Regions from separate parts of the Rattus norvegicus genome. Here all the other regions are linked to region 2. The links are chromatin contacts, called in public Hi-C maps. All regions are on one chromosome and are shown on one strand. Each heading gives the region's core, a stretch centred on a gene start, on an enhancer-like site or on the middle of the called end of the contact. The rest is flanking DNA. Distances are from core to core; before and after follow the strand shown.

Region 1 (3,317 bases), core at 178-2,677, 390 kb after region 2:
CTGTGGGTTTTGAAAGAAATCTCACATAAAGACATGTTTATGCACCAAAATGTTCATTGGAAGATTATTTCTAATAAACACCGAGACAGAACTATCCAAGAATTTTGGAAGGGGTAGTCACAGTTGTTAAAATATACTTATATGTAATGGAAATTACATATCTATTAAAGCTATGTTTACAAGTAGTATTTAATTATAAGGGTAGCAATTCTGATCACTACACTTTAGAAAACATATTTCGAAGGTAAATTGTAATATGATCTTAGCTATGTAAACACATGCATTAAAATATAAGGGTTGTGTCAGGATGAAAGCAGTGGTGGGTGATTCTTTTCTCACCTTCTCATACTAATGTCAACACATTTTCAGCCTGTGAGTGTCTGCAAGAGGTATTTTCTATAGCATCATTTTTAATTAAAAAAAATATGACACTCCTCTAATAGATGCTGATAATTGAACTGTGTATGTCACAATATAAAGTCTTACTTCCCTTTGACCCAATCTATTACTTCGTAAATTGTCTCTTTAGGAAATATTGCAAGCTCATGCTTTGATATCTATTCTACCTGTTTAAAGAATATTCTAGAAATAAAGCGTCAGGGCCATGGAGAGATGACTCAGTCGTTCCAAGTACTTGCTGCTTTTCCAGAGGTCCTGGCTTCCATTCTCAGTACCCACATCAGGCAGTTCAATACCACCTGTAACTCCATGTAACTCCAGTTTCAGAGAAGCCAATGCCCTCTTCTGAGTAGCAACATTCATGTAACACACACACACACACACACACACACACACAGAGAGAGAGAGAGAGAGAGAGAGAGAGAGAGAGAGAGAGAGAATAAACAAACAAATAGCAGCAGAAATGCTGATATGGCATAAAGTACGGTTTCCAGGGTAAAGTCTGTACCTGGAACCAACAACATCAGCACCACTTAGAAACTTATTAGTGAAACATATCTTCAAGTCCTTCCAGGGATCTGCCTAGTCATCAGCTCAGAAGAACTGACCTTGCTATCTAAAATTTAAAATATCCTGCTGATTCAGATACACAAGCAAGTTCAGGACGTTCTGGTCAAGAGCAGGGGTAAGAGTAAATACCATGGTCCAAAGACCAAACCTGCCCACACGTTATCTGTGGGTGTTTTTAAACCACTGTAGTAATAGATAGTTTGGATAAAGACATCAAGCCTTATTGAATGTAAACAATTACTACATAAAATATTTGCAAACACTTATTCTACAGAATGGAGGCTCCTTTAGATTAGTTGTTTCCGGGGTACATAGAACATCCTGAGAACTTACACTTTGACCAGTGTAATTTGATCAAGAGTCTGTGAAGTTGTAAGATCAATTAAATATATTCATGTGAGTTCCATTAATGATGAAATTTTGTAGGAAATATATGTTCACTCTTCTTGCATACTCATTCTGTTGCAGAAACAAACGTTAGATGAAGCTATTCTTAAAAATTAAAATGGCTCACAGAGAGTCAGTTTATCTAGCACTGAGAAAAAAATAAATCTAAAGGGTTCCACCTGCTGGCAGAAATAAAAAATTACTCCAAAATGAAATCTACATTTAAAAGATTGTCTGATTTAACAAATAAGATAATTTTGGAACTTTAAAAAAAAGTACATTGTCCATTTATTTTAAAGAAAAACAACAATTTTAAAGGAAGAATAATCCAGTTCATGGAATATAAAAACAAAATCATAGGCTTAGTTCATACAAAGCAAACATTGGTTTGCTAGACTAAGTTTATGAACATATAGGTCACGTATTTCCTAAGAACCAAGATAATTCATCACTAATTAAGATATTGTGGAACTATATATAAGTAATCCTCTCATAAAATTTAGGATTGTATGTCATTCTCAGTTGTTAAACTTTTTTGTCTTAAATTCAAAACACCATGAAATTAGGTTATGAAATTATAAGAAACACATTCAATGATAATTTTATTTTTTAATAGGAAGAATAGGAAGTCTTGCCTAAATAATTTTAATTCAATATACAAAAGTGTATTTTATTTCTCAGAAATTAAAATAATCCTAAATGGTATGTAACTGGTCATCTGAACACAGAGAAGCAAGAGCTGGCAAACCAGATACAAATATTATCCTCTTTCAAAACCTTAGTATAATTCTTGTACCTTAAATATACCCATTCAAAGTAGACCATCCAATGGCCTTTATTAAGCTTAGAAAGTTGTGCAATTAATGGCTGCAACCCATTTTAGATACCATCTCCTGTGCCCACTTGCAGTGTTTGAATCCATACTTCCAGCCATAGAAAATAATATTCTGCCTAAAATTTTACCATTATGGGTATTCCGTAGGAATAAAAATAATATACAGTCTTTAAGGCATGGTGCCTTCTACTTAGCATATACTTTGACCTTATCCTAACTGTAGCATGTATTAGTGGTTTTCTCTCTGGTTGTTGAGTAATTTTCCTTTTGCAGGTATATCATATTTTTATTTAACTTTAATTTCAATGGGTAAATAGCAAGTACGAGGTGCAATTTGATGTTTTGTTACATGTTTACACTGTGAAATGATCAAATCATGGAATTTAGCATACCTATTATTGGAAGCATAATTTTTGTGATAAAGATATTCAGTATCCTTTCACAGCTATTTTGAAACCTACAACAATGCATTATTAATTATAGACCTCTTCAGAGCAATACAACACTGGACTTACTCACTTTTAGAATTTAGTTGTATTCCCTGTATCTTACATGTGAATGTTTTGCCTGCATGTATGTCATGTGCACTATGTGTATTCTTGGTACCTATGGAGGTAAAAAAAAAAATGGTATTGGATCCCCTAGACATAGAGTTATAGATGTTTGTGAACCACCATGTGGGTGTTGGAAGTAAGACCCCAGTTCTCTGTAAGATACCCTCAACTGCTAAGCTATCTCTCCAACCCCTCTCCCCACAACTCACTCTTTATACTCTTGGCCGATGCCTCATTGGCCCTGCCTCTCCAACTCCTTTTGGTAATCACTATTCTACTAGCTACAAGTTTGGCTACTTTTATCTACCACAGATGAGAACAAACGTCACATTTCTTTGTGGATGACTTCTTTGACTTAACATAATATTCTTCAGATTCATTCGCTTCATGTTGGCAAACGATGAAATTTTCTTTCCTCAGGCTGAACACTATTCCATTGTGTGTCTAAGTCCCACATTGTAATGTCTGTTTATACATTGATGGACACTTGGTCTATTTCTGTGCTTGGCTATCATGCATCATTCTGCAATGAGCATGTAAATGCAGACATCTTTCAGCATACTGACTTACTG
Region 2 (3,679 bases), core at 376-2,875:
TGTTAAAGCACTTTGCAATTATTAATTAGTTAATTTAGTCTAAATTATATTTATGCCTTTGTTTTAAATCCAAGCTACTCGTAGTTATTATGAGCCTAAAATGCTATTTCGCCAGCCAATTATTCTCATTTCAAAAACAGCTTGTTGTCGATGACAGCACCTTTTCTAAGTTTTCAAAGAAAATGTAATCTATCCCCAGTACATACACATATTTCTGGATGCTGTTCACATAATCTAACTGCACGTATAAAAAAATAGCATCTCTGTTTAATGTCTACATTTTATACATGAGCCTTCATGTATATATTTTCATGTGTTACATTTAGTTTTGAAAAAGGCATTAAAGTTGTTTCTTATATCTTACAATGACCTTAAAACTTAGGAGTTTGAGCAACATTCCAGATGAAGCACACACACACACACACACACACACACACACACACACACACACACACACACACACACACACACACCCCGAACACTTTGGTTACTATAAGGGCTCGAAGCCTAACAACTACTTCAAAACTTTAATGATCCTGTGGAAACTTCAACAAGGACTAGCTAGGTCCTAATGTAAAACAGTGTTTACTTTTAAAAATAAATGCAATAGTTTTACCCACATGTTTTTGGGACACTGTTAAGACACATCATAATTAACAATGTTGAAAATAACAACAGATCTTTAAATCCAGTCATCGTTTTGTACATAGTCACAAATATCTGAGCAAAATGGAAACTATTTTTGGGACAAAACATTCACTTTTTTTTGCTGATAAAGACAAACAACTTGAGAAAACACCCTTTCCTTTTCTCGACTCTCACTTTCACAATAAATGCAGCACGGAAACTAAATTCTCAACTTAGAAATACGCTGAGCTGTATTCCCATAAACAACTCACCAGACTCACAGCCATGCTCTCATCTTCTGCTTGGTCTTTCACTTCCCATGCATACACAATCACACTTACCTGCAAGAGCCTCAAACATCAGTCTATGTGTGTTTTTGAAATGAACTCTGTACCGATGCATTTTTTTTCTGTGTTTCTTTCTAACCCTCGGGAATGTTAAGAATTTAGGAAGAGAGCCACAGCTTAAGAGCGCAATTATTTGCCAGTAAATACTCAATTTGCTTGTCCTGTGATTTTTCTTCTAACTTGCATATTCAATAATCTGTCCCTGACTGCGTCACGAGCACAAAAAGTCTTTTCTCTAAAGGAGAACACTTTCGCCAATCAACCTTCAGCCATGCCAGGGCACAGCTCGTCAGGGTGATTTGTTAGCTTTAATTAATAATTCCTCATGCTGACCATTTTCACAAATAACACAGTGAGACTACGATGCAGGATGGCTGTAATTCAGGGCGCTAAAAACACAGTGGAGTGGGGGTGTAGAGGGGTGGGAGAATTCAGATGCCGTTTGTAAACACATCTACTCAGACTTTCAGATTACAGGATAGGGACATTGCAGCTGAATTACCATGCTATGTCCATCAATTTGTATTCAGGTGGAAGCCACATGCTCTTCCACTTTTATCTGCTAGGGCCTCCCGGGTGCCAACACCGTTATTGGGCCGACAACATTTACAAAGGAGGTCTCTAGCCTTAGGATTGCACAAGTTTACTGCAGGTGAAGTTGAGAAATCAGACATATACAGCACTTCTCAGTGAGCTTGTGTAACAGCCTGGAACACAGAAGTACAAGTTGCGAGTGTCAGATTTTCTTTTGCTAGGCTGGGCGATACTGGACATTTCAGTTAGCTTTTAACAAGATTCTCAGGCCCAGACCTCAAAACAGTAAAGCAACACTGGAGCGTTTGTTCAGGTCGGGCACATTTATTCACTTCTTAGCTATGCCTCACATATTATATTAAGGCCTAAGAATTTTGGTTGAAAAACAAAACAAAAACCCGACTTTCTCAGCTTGCTGTCACAGTCCATGTATCTTTTAAAAACATATCGATGCTAGCACTCGAACAAAGCAACAAAGCAGGTAACGTGCAAACAAAAGTGAGAATTAAGAGCACTTTTCCACGTGGTTCCATCATGCAATCACTCAAGGACAGCACACTTGAGCCCTGCTGTAAAGATATGTCAGAGTAAACAGAGGCACACGAAACAAAACAGAAAGGAAAACGGCCAATGGTAGCAAAATATGTCTTTTCGACAATTAGAAAATATCTCTGAAAGCAGGTAGAGAAGTCAGAAGCATACTAGCATGTCCACAGTCAATTTCAAAATGCTCACACGCACTGGAGAAAACCAAAAACACAGAGGAGATTATAGTCATGCCCTTTATCTGATGTGTGTAAAGGCAAATTCATTAATTTATTAGATACATACTTATTGAGAATCTCTTCGGTATCAGAAACTGGATCATACCAGCACTGCGAGACTAAGGCACAGGCTCTGTCTTCAAGAAGTTTATAATTTAATCATTACAGCCTAAAAGAAAACATTCACCTCTAAACAGAGCACTGTATATAGCACATACAGGAAAGCATGAAACAGGGCCCTTAGACATGACAGGAGAACTATATGGAGTGGTAGGAAGAACATTCTACACACAGGCAAACCTTTGAACCTTTTCTAAAACTATTACTAGAATAGATTAGACTAGATTAGCAGTTCTAGGAACTGAGGGATTTAGTGCATAGTAATTTCAGATAAGTGCCTTAGATAGTAAACAGCTCAGGATTTAAAAACAAATCTATTAAGGAACAAAGTCCTTCTCGAACCATGATGCCTGTCATCATCAAGATGGTATGTGGCATCCCCAACACAGGCACAAACAGTGTGTGCTGTCTTCACTGTCAATGTACTCCTGGGATCCCAGGCCAGAAGAGGACATAGGAGCACACACTGCCTTTTCCTGTTTTCCTGCTCACTTGTCTTTTGTTCACCAAATGCTTACACTCACGCCCAATCACTTCTGTTTGTACTGTGTCAGAAGATAAACCATATTTGCATGACTATTATAAGAAGGAGAAACTGTATTTACTTAGTGGTCACAGATAACTTCTAAGAAGAGATCATATGCTATGCATTACAAAGGGTTGCACATGGTAGGAGGTTGGATGGGGTGGAAATGGTCTATCCTAACATGGCAACCACAGCTTGTAAATCCTCTTGGAAACTGGATGACATTCTCAGTGCTATTGGACATTTGTTTCATGTGATATTCAGAATGTAAAGAAGCTTCCAGAATACCAAACTTATAACTCAGTTATACATAGCCATTTAGAGAATTGTATAGTTCATTTATCCATTCACTACATACTTATCAAGCTTGTACTGTCTATGTAACACTTATTAATAATGGTAATTAAGGCTATTGAGTACTTCCTATACGTTGGTGACTGATGTAAGAATTTCATATAAGCATATATTCAGAAAAGCACCTCATTTAATCATCAGAAAAATTGAGGTAGGTCCTATTTCAATTTTCATTTAACAAAAACTCCACAAGTAGTAAACTGGATATACACTAAAATCTTAAATCTTAAATATCTACCAAAGTCTTATTATGTCACAGTTACATAGTCACATATAGCATTTATAATAATATTTTTAAACTAGGAAATTTAGATAGTTTTGCATTTAAGAGTGAATGTACATGTAGTCCTATAAATAAATCTAGGATAGATACTATGGTATCTCCAGGCTGACAGCCCGAGGTAACA
Region 3 (3,719 bases), core at 411-2,910, 320 kb after region 2:
AAAGACAGTGGAGAAACAAAAGTAAAATAAAATCTAAGTATAATTTTTTAAAAGAAGGGGCAAAGAAGACTTTTAACAGCAAAAGTTCACTACCCTCCCATAATAATGGATTCTGAATAAACGCTTTACTAGATTTGAACCTTGAAAATGTGTTGTGGAGTCTGCTCTAGTGTCCCAGGTGGGTTAAGAATATTGCTTTATGGACTTCTTTGTGTTGTCAGAGAGGCCTAATGGAATTAACGGGGGAGAGTCTGCCACTTATAGTAAATAAATAATGTATTACAAAAAGGTGATTGTTATTATCAAAGATCTCCACAGATCAGCATTCATTTTCTACCACTGCTTGTGCATATTCTGAAAACATTTATGTGCCTCACTGTCTGACTTACATTTAATCAGCTGAATAAAAGTTTTACTTTTGTACAAACCTAAATAAAAGTCTACCTAAAAGTATACTTCAAATCCATCTTATTTAACTACTCCCTGAAATTTTTAAAAAGCACTATTCTAGAAAATTCCTCAACAATGTAAGCTAGTTCCAAGCATAACTTTTTTCCACCACGAAAAGAAAAAAAAAAAAGAAAAAGAAAAGAAAACCCTCACAGACATATTTGTAATAACAAGTACATTATTTATGGACGCAAATATGTTAAGGGAATACTTACAGTTGTTGCACAAAATGGCCTGATATACTCCATAGCTTCCACTTTGTTAAAAAAAAAATTTAAAAAGTCCAGCCTCCACTCCTCCCTCCCCAAGCATAAACAAGCAGTAACATACTAAAAGGAAACTGTCCCAGGATAAAAACTTCTTGGTAAGAAAGTTTGTGTTCTTACTAACCCCAGTAATATCCATATAAATGCAACAATCTACCTAGAAAATAAAATGTTAGAAAACAGCCCCAATTTCTTTCAAACTATCGCCCCCCTGATGCAAATTTCTACTTGTGTACTAGCAAAAAATAGTTACTTGATGCTTGCCCACCCTCAGGGGCTACCCCTCACCTTATGTCCAATGACATCAAATAAACATGCTGATATAAAGTATGCAACCTGCTTCGAGGATTTATACTGTAAACATGGACTTTAAACTTCAATGTAAAACAAAGAACAAGAGTCTCATTTTGGTAGTACCCACACTGGCACTGCAGCTAAAACTCACTGGCAAATAACTAACAAAATCCAGTTAGCAATAAATAAGGACAACATGATATATAGACAGACAGATGGAATTGCATAAACAGACGAGAAAAGCAAAGAGACAAACATACGGAGGAGTTTGTTTTAAGAGTGAAAGATTCTGATTTACTCATTACTTTAGTAAGAAAAATAGGTTTGTTTGTAATTATTTTTAAACTAATAAAACTAAATCACAAGGTCACACCCTTAAATAATTAAGAAAATTAGTAGAGGGTAGGCCTCCTATAGATGTTCCAAATTTCAAGCTAGCATTAGCTCTGTCAAATTTAAATACAGAAATTAAAATTCAAGAAAGCAAGCCTAAAAGCACTGTGGCCTAAATAAGATGATAAACACAGGGGGACTGAGGAGGCAGGGTTGTTTTTATGAAAGTTGTCTGCCCTACCTTCTTCCCCAGCGCTGAGTCTCTCTTCTCATAACCGGTGTCTCCCTGGAAGTACAGTGTGAGTGGTAATGACTGCCTGCCTCCCTAATGAGTCCATTTTCCTGCTCTTGATGTTGTGTATATACACACACTGCAACCTACCTTACAAACCACAGAGACGGGAAGAGAGAGAGAGAGAGCAAGAGAGAGGGAGGGAAAGGGGGGGCAGAGAGAGAGAGAAAGACAGAGACAGAGCAAGCAAGCCAGTGAGAGAGAAAGAGAAGGAGAGAGAGAAAGAAAAACAGAAACAGAGAGAGAGAAAGGCACAGACAAAGCCCTCCTACCAGACAGCAGACAGCCCTCCTTCCCCTATCCAGGAAAATGCAACTCGTCTAATGCAGCAACAGGTTCAGTATGGGCAGACTAACAGAGTGGAAAGGTATAGTCTCTATAGCATTAGTGCTTGCAAATAAACAGTTTAAGAGCAGCTGGCTCCACCTTCTTTATTTATGCTCCATTATGAGGAATGTATTGTTTCAGCTCTGGCACACAGTACGTGTGTAATTATCATAAATACATTTTTGCATATTAGCAGGAAATAAGGAATTACATAGCTTATTTGTGCAATCTTTCAAATTTATTTTTTGAATGTGAGAAAAATGTCAACAAATCTGCTCTGACAAAAGCCTAGTAATGATTTTAAAGTCAGAGCAGTCTTAAAGGAGACTGTAAGAAGCAGACTCCTTACAATGGGAAAACTGATCTCAGACAAAACTGATAACTGCAAAGAAGAAATCACTGTTCAGTAAATAAACCAAGACCATAAACAAAACTGTAAGACAAAACAGAATTAAGTCTAATTAACTTGCTAATAGGCTAGTACCCTAGAAGAAAGCAGCCTGGTTTCTTGTTTGAGGCATCCAGCTACACAAACACAATGCAAGGCAGTCTGTATGAACAGGTGCAATGCATTTAATATATAGTATACCAGAGAAATAAACCATTAGGAGTTACCACTCAAGCGAGACAGAGTTTCCTAGAATATGGATCTGAAACTGCAGTAAATAACCTTTCATCTTTTATTGGAAATAAAAACTAAAACTGGTGCTTTTAAATAAACCTTCCTTGAAAAAAAAAAAAGGAAACTCTTTATACTATACCTTTAACCCAATTTTCACACACACTAGCTCCAGGAAAATAGTGCTAATTATATTACTGATCCCACCACATGCTCCTCATGGCCTTTGCTTACTCCCGGGTGCCTTTTCTAAAGTGGAGATATATTTTCAGCTGTAGGACGACGAACATCAGAAAACAGGACTGGTTGGAAGTCCCTCATTTTTTTTTTTCAAAACAACTCCTGATGCACCAAACTATATCTGAGTATTGTATCTGTACCCATCTTCCTTAATATTTTTCTATATAGTTGGACTATATCATTTGTATGCATTAAAAAATATTAGAGTAAATTTTTCTAAAGGAATTCACACACACAAAATGAAAGGTAAAGGGTACATTCAACTTATTCCAATGCTATATTTTGATACCAGTGACCTTAAATATATTATCTGTAAAACCAACCTTTTAACTCTGACCCATAATTGTTCCTGTCTGGAAGAACTGCAGGGATGGAAATGGAGATGAGCCTGAGGGAAAGAAGGTCCAGCAACAGACCCAAAAGGGATCCAGCTCAAGGGGAGGCTCCAAGACCTGACACCATTACTGAGGCTAAGGGGTGCCCATAAAAAAAGGGACCTATCATGACTGCCCTCCAAAAGACCCAACAAGCACCAGAATCAAATGCAGATATGTGCACCCAACCAGTGGACAGAAGCTGCTGACCCTGTGGTTGAATTAGGGAAAAACTGGTGGACACTGAGGGCAACCCTGTAAAAGGACCAGCAGTCTCAATGAAGCTGGACCCCCAAGATCTCTCAGACACTGGACCACGAACCAGGCAGCATACACCAGATGAGATGAGGCCCCCAACACATATACAACAGAGGATTGTTCAGTCAGAGAAGATGCACCTAACCCCTTAACCCTCAAGAGACTGGAGGCCCCAGGGAGTTTCGAGGTCTGGTGGGATGTAGGGGTGGTGGGGGTGGGGACATCCTTGTGGAGACAGGGGTGTGGGGAGGAGGTATGAAATGTGT

Evidence for each region. Hi-C and Micro-C count contacts between places; a contact is called where the count stands out from the background.
Region 1: a Hi-C map of liver shows a contact between it and region 2, with 6 times the contacts expected there. The contact joins two enhancer-like sites. A contact is called at or near these places in 2 of 12 Hi-C or Micro-C datasets (kidney and liver).
Region 3: a Hi-C map of liver shows a contact between it and region 2, with 2.5 times the contacts expected there. The contact joins the promoter of Zbtb20 here to the enhancer-like site in region 2. A contact is called at or near these places in 3 of 12 Hi-C or Micro-C datasets (hepatocytes, kidney and liver) and 1 of 1 datasets of contacts at active chromatin or transcription factors (oligodendrocytes).

What each region holds. Positions count from the first base shown.
Region 1 is chr11:71,366,149-71,369,465 of GRCr8, forward strand. No RefSeq gene overlaps it. Among named protein-coding and RNA genes, the nearest start is that of Zbtb20, 71 kb to the left of the region's middle. Within about 2 kb of position 1,428, at least 2 of the 93 cell types and tissues checked have an H3K27ac peak or open chromatin away from gene starts, as enhancers often do. A contact at or near this core is called in liver, where this site is marked.
Region 2 is chr11:70,977,871-70,981,549 of GRCr8, forward strand. All of the region lies in intron 4 of Zbtb20 (zinc finger and BTB domain containing 20), which reads right to left. All of the region lies in intron 1 of LOC120095546 (a long non-coding RNA gene), which reads left to right. Among named protein-coding and RNA genes, the nearest start is that of Zbtb20, 320 kb to the right of the region's middle. Within about 2 kb of position 1,626, at least 33 of the 93 cell types and tissues checked have an H3K27ac peak or open chromatin away from gene starts, as enhancers often do. A contact at or near this core is called in liver, where this site is marked.
Region 3 is chr11:71,295,379-71,299,097 of GRCr8, forward strand. Zbtb20 (zinc finger and BTB domain containing 20) reads right to left here and starts at 1,661. Exons shown (of 11, transcript NM_001105880.2): 1 at 1,585-1,661.